3 separate regions of the Muntiacus reevesi genome follow, and regions 2 and 3 are each linked to region 1. A link is a contact called in public Hi-C data. All regions are on one chromosome and are shown on one strand. Each heading gives the region's core, a stretch centred on a gene start, on an enhancer-like site or on the middle of the called end of the contact. The rest is flanking DNA. Distances are from core to core; before and after follow the strand shown.

The links. Hi-C and Micro-C count contacts between places; a contact is called where the count stands out from the background.
Region 2: a Hi-C map of blood shows a contact between it and region 1, with 3 times the contacts expected there. The contact joins the promoter of DNAAF2 here to the promoter of NEMF in region 1. A contact is called at or near these places in 2 of 3 Hi-C or Micro-C datasets (blood and muscle).
Region 3: a contact with region 1 is called in a Hi-C map of blood, with 2.8 times the contacts expected there. The contact joins the promoter of VCPKMT here to the promoter of NEMF in region 1. A contact is called at or near these places in 2 of 3 Hi-C or Micro-C datasets (blood and muscle).

Annotation. Positions count from the first base shown.
Region 1 is chr7:41,333,303-41,337,268 of mMunRee1.1, reverse strand. NEMF (nuclear export mediator factor) reads left to right here and starts at 2,456. Exons shown (of 33, transcript XM_065940355.1): 1 at 2,456-2,584; 2 at 3,418-3,486; 3 at 3,604-3,706. The coding sequence starts at 2,526.
Region 2 is chr7:41,197,323-41,201,421 of mMunRee1.1, reverse strand. It overlaps DNAAF2 (dynein axonemal assembly factor 2), which reads left to right and starts at 1,508. Exons shown (of 3, transcript XM_065941658.1): 1 at 1,508-4,099. It overlaps POLE2 (DNA polymerase epsilon 2, accessory subunit), which reads left to right. Exons shown (of 19, transcript XM_065941660.1): 19 at 1,251-1,368. The coding sequence ends at 1,269.
Region 3 is chr7:41,552,605-41,556,482 of mMunRee1.1, reverse strand. It overlaps VCPKMT (valosin containing protein lysine methyltransferase), which reads left to right and starts at 2,076. Exons shown (of 5, transcript XM_065941547.1): 1 at 2,076-2,356; 2 at 2,453-2,552; 3 at 3,611-3,730. The coding sequence starts at 2,091. SOS2 (SOS Ras/Rho guanine nucleotide exchange factor 2) reads left to right here. Exons shown (of 23, transcript XM_065940875.1): 23 at 1-1,478. The coding sequence ends at 285.

The DNA of each region.
Region 1 (3,966 bases), core at 1,207-3,706:
TATGTTGTCTTGCATCACTTTTATTATTAATCCAGCCAGAAGAACTGAAGAGGGATGAAAGTAGAGATTTTTCCCTCGCTGACGCTACACATCAAATATTTCCATGAGTTGAAAGCAAAATCAATAAATTATATAAATATAATTATATGGTAAAAATAAGATAAAAATAGTTTCAATAATTATATAATAAAATTGGCTTTAATAATTATATGATAAAAGTAAGAAACATTAAAATAAATAGACTTTCTTCCCATGTATATATCTCAATAAGAAGTACCATGTTTACATTTTTGCAAGACTGATTTCCTGCTGTATCGTGAATCCTCTTTGGTGGGGCAATCTTGTCTTATAAGACTATAAATTATTTTGAAGTGAAACTCTGTTGGTTCCTAATGATTACCACTTCATCTTCCTGAGATCAGTAAACTTCCAAGTATGGGCTACAGGCCCTATTCATCTTGGCAGTTACAAATGCAGATACCTTGAGCCAAAGTTAATTCAAAATCTCTGGTGGTGTGTTCAGGAATTTGCTTTGACTATCACCACAGTAACCAGTGAATCACACCAAAGCTTGAGACTCACAGCTCTAGATGATCCTAAGTTATCCATTAATAACTACCTCTAAATTTTCAGTTGGGACAAATGCCAATAAAATCTGTTAGTGGTTTCAGATATTCACCTTTATCTTCTCTTTGAAAATGGGGATGATTTGTCCATTTACTCTTACCTCTTATTTTTCTCACAAGTCTCTAAGTATCCCTGATTCAGAATTTTTTCAAAATCAAGAAACTATTCCAAAACCCAGAAATGATAGAATTCATAGTAAATGATAGTTTCTTTATAACACTTATCTTTATCTTCTTCTTCCCCTTATGTGTTTTCTTGTATTTTCTTCTGATGCTCATTTTCCTTGAGAGACAAAGCAGAAGCTACCTATGAGTTAGTCGAGTGGCTGTCTTATGTATTACTTAAATTAGTACCCTGCTCCTATCTCATGGGTCTAGGTCTAGGTCCCTAACGTGGGTGTTTTGCCATAAAGTATTTCAGTTTTTGTTTATAAAGAAGATCTGAGTGTTGTCCCTTTCAATGTGGATTGCTTTTATGCAAAATATTTAGGCATTATTCGGGAAATGCCTGAAAGAGCCAACGTAAGAACCTTAATATTATTTATGTACAGTTAGACCTCTCGCTTTTACTGTTTGTACTACAGTTAGTGGGGTTTCCCCATCTTTCCTAATACCTTCAAATGGCTTATTGCATATTTTGATCTATTTTGCATGATTTACTTTGCCATCTGATGCAGTAATGCTGCGCTGTACGTGTTACAACTGGAGCATCTACAATTCCCGGTTTTTTCTGAAATATCAATCGAGCCGTTTTTACTTAGAGTCGCCTTCTACTGGTGGGAATTCGGCTTGCCACGACTTGCACCCGGTAAGCCCTAGAATTCTGGTAGGTGTGGATTCTTCGCCGGGCGCGGTGGCGCGCGCCTGTAGTCCCAGCTACTCGGGAGGCTGAGGCTGGAGGATCGCTTGAGCTCAGGAGTTCTGGGCTGCAGTGCGCTATGCCGATCGGGTGTCCGCACTAAGTTCGGCATCAATATGGTGACCTCCCGGGAGCGGGGGACCACCAGGTTGCCTAAGGAGGGGTGAACCGGCCCAGGTCGGAAACGGAGCAGGTCAAAACTCCCGTGCTGATCAGTAGTGGGATCGCGCCTGTGAATAGCCACTGTACTCCAGCCTGGGCAACATAGCGAGACCCCGTCTCTTTTGAATTCTTACCTTAAAAAAGTCTTTCTTATTTTAATATTTTTCCATTTTTATTTTTAGTCTTACTTCACCATTATCTAGCGAAACAACTGAATATTCAGGTTGCCAAGTATTTATAGAGCCCCTATTGTATATCAGGTTCTATGCTGAGCCCAGGGCCTCCCAATACTTAGAATGGATGAGTCTCACAGTAAAACGCAAAATGCTCTTCGGAGAGAAACACTTATCAGAATAGGAAATTTTTTTTTTTTTTTTTTTTGAGAGTTGGTTTGCCTTGATCATTGAGGGTAACGGTAGGGCGAATGAAATAGTCCACTGCGTTAAATTTCAACAGTGTACGCCCTAGGGAAAGTGGTCGTCGCTCAGGTACACGGAACGGTACCTGGGGACATCCTCCTAGTACGTTGCTCATAAATTGTTATGACCAGTAGGAGTCACTATGGAGGCTGACTTGAATCCCGACAGACAAGGGAGCAAAGTAACCGGACTAGTTTGTAAGCTCTCCAGGAAGAAATGCAGTCTCAAGAGAATGATATGTATATATTTCGAATTGTTTTGGTACGACGAGAAGCTAATCGACCACGACTTGACTGCCGCCGAACGCTTCACAAAATGTGACGCAAAGACGTTCGCTTCAAGGAGTATTGGATCTTCCGCGCGGCCGTAGATCCGCCCAGTGCGCCTGCGCATAAGAGTAGCGGCGTTGAGTCAGGCCGGCAGTGGCGGAAACTGCGGTAGCGACCCTCAAGGCTCGCCATGAAGACCCGCTTTAGCACCGTTGACCTCCGTGCGGTCCTTGCGGAGCTGAATGCCAGGTACTGTACGACGGGTGACCGAGCTTGTGCGGGGCGTGCAGGAGGCAGAGGCCATGGCCCCACCATAGAAATAAGAACGGCCTTGTGTCGTCCCCCCCGCCCCGGTGCTGTTCTCCAATAGACCTGGCTAGGCCTGAGTGGGCGAGCGCGTGACATCTTTCCGTGGCCCTGAGGATACCGGGGGGACCCCGGCGGCCGCGCGCTCCACCCCTCGGCTCTCGTGGGCTGCTGGTCTCGCCAGGTCTTGCGTCCTACTTTGGCAGGGCTCTCGGCTTGCCGACCTGAGTCGCCCCAGTCTGGCAGGAAACGTTTACTAAAAGAAGTCAGTTGGACTCCAGGACACCAGAGTAAGTCATTAGTTCCAGAGGTTTCCAGACCAGGTGCTTGGTTTCGTTGACTCTCCTCCTCACCCCAGAGAGTTTTAGCTGGAGATAACAGATTCGGCCGGAGATCTGCATTCTGGTTCGGTTTTTATTAATATTATTTAGCTGTGTGAGCCTTGTCATATTTCTCAGGGCTTCGTTTACATTTTTTCTTCTGTAATTAATTGAGTTAGATTTGACTGTATTTCCTAATATATGTATTGGATCACTTAAAAAAACTCAAAGCATTGTATGGTGTTCCTGGAGCTGATCTATCCCTTTTTTAAAAGTTACATTCGAGGTTTGGGCAGAAGGTTACTGGCCTTCAGCCTCTGCACTTCTGGTTGACTCCCTGTCTTTTAAGGATTCCCTCTTTGGCAGGCTGTGCTTCCGCGTATTGCTTTAAGTTGTGGCAAGTATTATGTTTCAAATGGTAGTATGATTTGTTACATGTTTTCTTTCTTTTTGCAGCTTGCTAGGAATGAGAGTAAACAATGTTTACGATGTGGATAATAAAACGTATCTTATTCGTCTTCAAAAGTAAGAGCATTTTATAGGCTTGTTTTATCTTTTGTATTTAATTAAAAAAAAAAAAAAAAAAGCCTACCGTTAGTGCTGGTAGAACCCTAAAGAAATTTTGACTTTTTTCTTCTACAGACCAGACTTTAAAGCTACACTTTTACTCGAATCTGGCATACGAATTCACACAACAGAATTTGAGTGGCCTAAGAATATGATGCCGTCTAGTTTTGCCATGAAGGTAAACTTTATTATACTTGAAGCTAAATGTTAAGGCCCTGAGAATGGTCACTAACAACTGAAGTTATAAACTGGTTTTTCTTCCTTGGTATAAATAAAACAGATAAATACAGAGTAGTTGAGACATACCGGATGAATAAAGGAGATGTTTATTAACTTCTCCCTTTTACCCATCACACCACTCTGTGTTCCAGATCTTTCCTTCCCAAAGTTACCATTCTAATTCAAGCTTTTATAGAGCTGGACGTTATAGTCTTTTAA
Region 2 (4,099 bases), core at 259-2,758, 130 kb after region 1:
GCAATTGATATTGACTATTTTTTTTTTTTTTTTTAGTGAAATTACATGTGTTTAACCTGCCATCTTTTCCCAGGGATCCACACTTGTATCTGTTTTTTTTTTTTTTTAATTAGTTGGAGGCTAATTACTTCACAACATTTCAGTGGGTTTTGTCATACATTGACATGAATCAGCCATGGAGTTACATGTATTCCCTGATATTGACTATTGTTGACATAGTTGGTCCATTTATCATCTGTGGAGTCAGATACTAAAACCCTTGACCTAATTTCCAAACTATAATTTAGTAGTGATAATTTGAGGAGTTTTTTCAGTGCTAGATCAAACAAGTTGATGTATGCTTTTTCCTTTGTTTTGAGAGAAAAAATTTTTATGATACAGTGAAATAATTTTGTGAAATAACTAATTTAGTGAAATAACTTATATTTATACATAATACTTAGTTTCTCCTAAAAATAATTTTTTCTTAGAATATTTGTGAAATCATATTTTAGAGTTAACACAGAAATGTAGCCAAAGTGGACTGAGGTTAACCCTGTTTCAACATGTGCTTTCAAATGTAGTAGTTTTATTTAAAAACATGTTAGTGATGTACAAGAGAAACACCCACTCTCACACAATAGTTGGTCAGAATAAAAATAGTAAAAACAAGACAAAACAAAAAAAACCTCTATAGAGGGCAACTGAACAAGATTTCTTAAGACCTCAACTGCATATACCATCTATTTCATTTCTAGGAATTTATCCTATAGGTATACTTGGGTTTATGCATAAAAGTGGGTAAAGCTGTTTTTACTGTAGTTTTTATAACAGCAAAGTAAATAGTTTAAATATATACCTATTTAAAAGTTATATTCTGACTTTTCTAAATTACATTAATTTCAAAGCCATAAAGGATTAGTTAAAATTATATATATATTGTGTATTTATTACTAGTTGAAAAAAAGGCATAGAATAGTGTTCATGTATTCTACCACTTGTGTTTGTGTTTTTAAAGCATTTATCCCTATGCATGCTTATATGCGATTAGACAGTACTTTATATATGATTAGACAGTCTTTGTAAGGATATAACTGTTGCTTCTAGAGAACAGAAATAGAGTGAGACAGGCTTATTTTCCACTCTGTCCCCTTTGGAATTTGGAGCAATATGCATGTATTGACCTATTTTTAAAATTAAAACTAGATATTAAGAAAGGTATAACTTAGCTTTCCAAGATGTTTAATTTTATGAATATTTTCTATTTTCAGCAAACTTCAAGGGTTTTGAGATTCTTAGACCATCTGAAGAAACAGAATTCATCAATCATCTGCTTATTTTATATAATTCTGTTATTAAATTATAATAAAATTATGGTAAACTTTAGAATGTCTTGTTTAAAATTTCTATTTATAAAATTTTTTTATAAACATAATGGTATACTTTACAGAGTTTCATAGGAAAATATTTTCTGTATAATCGTAAGGAAAATATGAAAATGTGTAAAAATACATAATCTAAGTATACATTGGTATATAAAAATTTAAATTTCATTATTCCTATACTAGTTATATGCTTGGATATGAACTTGAGCAAACTTCAGGAGGCAGTGAAGGAGAGGGGAGTCTGGCGTGGGAGCGATTGAACAATTCACATGCTAATTGTTCACCGCAAGAGTCTTAATGGTGTATTTAATAATTTCAAATTGTTTAAATTTCAAGTCATAGAATTTATTCTAATGATAGTGAAAACTGTTGTTTCAGGATATTACTGAGATATTCATTACATTACCTTTTGGCACTGAAAATTTAAAAATATTGTCCCCACAGTTTTTACCTTTAAGAGGAGTTATATTCACTTTGAAGCAGCCCTGTTTTTCTATTTTGGGCATAACCTCTCAACACCATCCCCTTAGTTTCAACTACAATGAAAGCCCAGAAATGAATCTGAGTGATAGGACATTGTTAAAGGTACAAAGAGTGTTTCAAACGTAGGAATAATCTTAATATTATAGACAATTTGGAATGGAATACCCTTCTTTCAAAGAAACTTAGCTTTTTGGGGAAGGGATACTAATAAAAAAACTAAAATGACATTGAAGGAAATTCCTCAAGAAATTTAATCTGAATATTGTGATATTGCGAATTGTGGTTAAGGATAAAGTGGCAATTTGAGATATGGTTTGAAGATGTAAATTTTCAAAATATTCGAAAAGACCTGATGTTAAAAGAGCAAGATTGAGCTTTAATCTCAAGAATAGCCTGGAAATTTTGATTAAAAGTGAAATCAAGGCATAATTCCAAAAGCTACTAGATTACTTGGAAAAATTTACAATCTAGGCCTTGAAAGTGGTACTGAAATAGACACTGCCAGATTGTTGGTCTAGTTTCAAGAACCATTACAGCTAAACATGAAAGATTTCTTTAGGAACACATTTAATGCCTAGAAATACAGGGTGCATTTAGGGGTTAGCAAGGTGAAGAAAGATGAAGCAGAGCAGTTAATTATAATTATTAGAATTATAATTAGCAGAATTATAATTATTAGAATAAGACAGGAATTAGAACCAGTTAATGGTAGACATTGTCTGGAAATTAAAAGGAAGCACAGATCTGAAAAATGGGGTAGCAGACAAACAGTACGGCAGGAGTACCCAGAGCTAATACTGTTGAGGAACAACAGAGGTGGTGTGCTCTCCCCTCTTGGTGTTTAATCAGCATGGCTGACTTCACCTCAGAAATCTGGGTCTAAAGCACTTTCATGTGACATTATGCCTTAAGAGGCCAGGTAGATCACACAAGAGGGGAGTGGGCTGAGATTTCTGTGCTATGGAAAAAACCAACACTTGGTCTCTGTGTGGGGAAACCACAGGAACTGTATCTGATGAGGTAGGAGGAAAACCTGGATAGTGTCTTGTCATTGAGGTAATGCCAACATTATGTTAAATGTTGCTGAGGCTGTCAACAAAATGAGGACAGAAAAATGACCACTGAATTTAACAACTACCAATTAGTAACTCGGAGAAGGAAATGGCAACCCACTCCAGTGTTCTTGCCTGGAGAATCCCAGGGACGGGGGAGCCTGGTGGGCTGCCGTCTATAGGGTCGCACAGAGTTGGACATAACTCAAGCGACTTAGCAGTAGCAGCAGCAATTAATAACTACCTCAGTCAATAAATATTCTTCTATAAATTTGAATGGCTGCTTAGAATCCCATTGTATGGCTCTACCCAAATCTGCTCAACCAGTCCTGCTGTTGAATTCTTAGATTCTTCCCAAATCTTTAGAATCATAATAGTGCCTTGAGCATGATCTCAGAATCGGAATTTCTGCGTTAAAAAAAGTATGCACATTCTAAAGGCTTTTGACATAGGTAGCAAACTACTTTCTAGAAAAATTTTAATATAAATTTTAGGAATTTATATTCTACTCAAGGAAATAGAGTAATTGTTTTTGTTAAGAAAGCCTTTTCTATTTCTATAGGTGATATGTGGTATCTTATGTTTGCATTTTTATTATTAACAAAGTCATGTTTACTGATGATTGGCTATTTATGAATAACCTGCGCATAACTCTCACACCAAATAAGAGTTGTAAATAGGGTACATTGGTGAACTATCTAGACGACTGAAATGTTGGTTTAGTGAAGTGAGTAAAGCAGAAAAACTTACGGTAGAGTCAGTTTGTGACTGCTGGGTGGTGCATCGACTGTGTGACTTTGGTCAGGCAACTTTTCAGGTCTCATCTCATCTGTGAATTGAGGATCAGGTCTACCTTGAAGGGTTCTGAACAACGAATAATGTACATAATGCTGGAAATTACAGTTATTAAGGTGCTTATTCTGCAGAGGTAACTGTACCATGGCACAGGAATCTAAACAACGTAGGATGTTGGTCTGAAGAAACTAAGGCTATTTCTGTCATTTCCAGCATCCCTGTTCCTGCCCCTCCTCCTGGGTGTTGGTGGTGTCACTATGGCAACGAGCACGCGCCGCCCAGGCTCAATTCTGAAGCGGTTACTGACCTCCGCTGCCTCACTCTCCGCAGACTAGCGATTTCACCGCGCGTCCCACCCACTAGGTCTCAGATACATCTCCCTTGGCCTCCGCGTAAGGAGCCGAA
Region 3 (3,878 bases), core at 827-3,326, 220 kb before region 1:
CTGGGACATCTTCACAGAGATCCAGACTGGTTCAGAGACGTTAGTACGTGTCCAAATTCTCCGAACACTCCTCCTAGCACACCCTCTCCAAGGGTACCTCGTCGATGCTATGTGCTCAGTTCTAGTCAAAATAATCTTGCTCATCCTCAAGCTCCCCCTGTTCCGCCAAGGCAGAATTCAAGCCCTCATCTGCCAAAACTACCACCAAAGACTTACAAACGGGAGCTCTCACACCCCCCAGTGTACAGACTGCCTTTGTTAGAGAACGCGGAGACTCCTCAGTGACCCTAGCCACATGTAGTCATTGACACTGGAATGCTATTTGTAAAGTTTCTTTTTTTTAATTTATTCAAAAAAGGCATAGTATTTTAGTACTTTTTAAAAATAATGCTCTTACAAAAATGCTACTGATCAAATAAGCTTTTCAGAATTGGAAAAATAAAAATACAGAAGTCATTTACCATTATCCTCAGGTGATCAGTAGCATTGCCTTGTCTTGGATCCTCAGTGCTGCCAAAAGGCCAGTATAAGGAATTTATATTTGCACTGTAGACTCTGCTAAAATATGGTTTAAAGTAAAATTGATTGCACTGAAAGGGGATAGTGCATTTGTGGAATTTTTCAAATTTGAGTAACAGATGACTATTTAAGGCAGTGAATTTACACACATATAGGGGGTGTGTGGTGATACTGATTTTTAAGCCTCTTAGTTTTTACATCTAGTTTTTACCGAAAATTGTGAATAACACCCACTATTCTTAAATTCTTCAATGCCATGTCTTAAATGCCAGAATTTGCTGCTGAAGACAAAAGTGAAAAATAGAATGAAAATAATAGAATGCACTGTGTTTATTATTTTGTCAAAATGTAAAGACTACCTAACTCAGTCATAGAGGGACAAAGGGCATATATCTTGTACAGATGTGCCTTTTTGTTTTTGCAGACTATGGTGTCTTTAGCTAACAAGTTGCCTATTGTTTTGGAAAACAAAGTTAATATGCCATATATGTACAGTTTTGTTTATATTGTATATTTAAAAATAATGCTAATAACCTATATAAATTTATGTGACTCAAGGCCTATAATACAATCTGCTACTTTACTAATTCATAAATCCGGAGGATAATTTTCTTATGGCATAGGAACCAACTGCATTGCCTTCAAAACCAAGTAACTTTCTCTATAAATCTCATGTTAACTAAAATTTTTTAAAGTATTTTTTTAGATTGGTAATATTTAAACCAGCAGTTAAAGGTTTATTAAACTTTTTAATCAGAGAAGTGATTAAAACTTTTATTTGCCATTTGTACTCCTCTGTTCAAAGTGATGAAAAAGCGTGTTTTGCTCTTAGTGCTAGCAGCAGTTGTAAAGTAGCCAAAAGCCACATTGTTTATTTACTGGTCTGTGGCCTTTTACTGTGCTTTGTATCAGAGTTCCTAACAAGATTAATAAATCACACAGTCTTAATTTTTAAAAGACTTTTAAAATGTGTTTTCATTATAAGGAACAAGGGGGTAAGACTGTCGAGTTCTGTACAAGTAATACATATACACACATTATTTTCAGTTATTTTGTGCAATTTAAATTCCATAATCCCAAAGAATTTAAGTGATGTAAACTTTAGAGGGAAGAGGGGAAACAGTCTTCACCGTTAAACGCAATAACAAGCTTTCTGCAACCGTTTTATGCATTTAGATGAAAATTTAGGAGCCTATTAGGAACTCGAGATAAGCAGACTACCAAGATACTTGGTAGTATCTTGGAAGCTGCCTTGATTTAAAGCCAGTAATTAAAAAAAAAAAAAAATGTGTGACTCGGTCTCCAGCCAGGTAAAAACGCTCAGGTTGGCGTTGTCTGGAAAAGTGATTTAAACTGCCCGTTCGTTAAGCCACGTTTGTAACTTAGGGGAGAAGAATGAGACGGTTTGGCGCGTAGGGGCGCCTCGACCCACCGCTGGCCACGCAGGAAGAGTGCTGCCGTCCGGGCTTTGTGCCTTCGCGCACGCGCCGGGGCCCTGGCAAGGCGGGGCCCGGAATAGTGCGCGTGAATGTGACGTCGCTGCGTGCGGCGCCTCTTGTTGCCGGGCAGCGATGGCGGCTTCTCCGGAGTCCTCTGGGGAGGATCCCCTGCGGAACTTTGTGCGAGTTTTGGAGAAGCGAGATGGCACGGCGTTACGACTGCAGCAGTATGGCTCCGGCGGCGTGGGTTGCGTTGTTTGGGACGCTGCCATTGTCCTTTCTAAATATCTGGAAACGCCCGGATTTTCCGGCGATGGGGCCCACGCGCTGAGCCGGCGGTCGGTGCTAGAGCTGGGCTCGGGCACCGGGGCTGTGGGGCTCATGGCCGCTACCCTCGGGTAAGACCTGGCGGGAGGGGACTCCTCTTGTTCAGGAAACCCCGGTTCCTGGCTCCCCACTCTTGTGCCTACACCTCGATCAACGTTATTTTATAGGGCAGATGTCATAGTCACCGATCTTGAGGAATTGCAAGACTTGCTGAAGATGAATATTAATATGAACAAGCATCTTGTCACTGGTTCTGTTCAAGCCAAGGTACTGAAATGGTTTGTATGGCCTTTCAGCTTGTTTTAAGATAACAATTTGTAGTTTGCTTTAAATTGCGTTTCACTGAAAGCATGATTAATACGAACGGAGATTTCTGGGTCTTTTTATAAAACAAGACTTATAAATTAGTAAAGCAACAGTTTAAAATATGTGGTTGACGTTTTTAAGGGGGGAAGAATTAGAAGACTTTCCTTCTCCGCCAGACTATATACTGATGGCTGACTGCATATACTACGAAGAGGTGAGTATTTGATGAGTGGAGTCTCTTCCTTTAGAAAACTTAAACTGTATTTCGAGGATTCAGGAGCACGCATTACTTAGCATTTTAACATCTCTGAATGCAGGATATTTGTTCCATAGTTGATGAACAAAGAGAAAATAAAGGTAACCAGGAAATACGTGTATGTACTCATGATTAACATAGAGGTCCCTGAAGCTTATTGAGAAAAGTGTTATGTGCATTTTAGGAGAGGCTTCCGTAAAATTTTTAAAGAATATTTTCTTTTGGATCGCCTGTAAAAGGCTAAGATTTCTTTTTTTTTTTTAAGTTAGCTGTAAGTTGCATCCTAAAGGATTCATTGTTTTGGGGCAAGATTTATTATATTTATAGAATTTTTTTTCTTTTGAAATATCAATTTGTATAGTGTTGTAAGCATCAATCATTTTTTTACAATAATGAACATTGAACCAACTTATGTTCAAGTTAAAGTTGGACCTACTTTGGTAAGTAAATTGTTGATTGTTTAAATCCTGTTAGATTAAGCTTCAAGAATGCTGTCAACTCCATTTTTACCCATGGGTACTCCAAAATGCAATCACTTGAATCCATTCTCTGGAAGCTGAAATTAATACAATGGTTGATTAGTTAAGAATTTACCAATCATTAGTTACAGAGCTGTAACTATGTTTAGTGGGTTGGATTGATTCAAAGATGTGTGAATTGTAAGGGAGTTATAATTATCTCCTCTGCCTCCCCTACCCTCTTTTATAGTAAACATATGTGTTTTTAAAAGTCATTAACAAAAATCATATTCCTTTTTGAACAGTCTTTGGAGCCATTGTTGAAAACCCTAAAAGATCTCAGTGGGTTTGAGACTTGTATTATATGTTGTTATGAACAGCGAACAATGGGGAAAAATCCAGAAATCGAGAAAAAATATTTTGAGGTGAGTACTCTATTAGATCTACCTTTGTAGGGATTACCTTTCAGAGAGGCTATGTGTGACTTTGTGTTCCAGTATAGTGTGGTAATTTTGAGTAGGGAAAACATTCTGCTTGTATGAACCCAAAGAGAGAATTCTTTACAGCCCACCA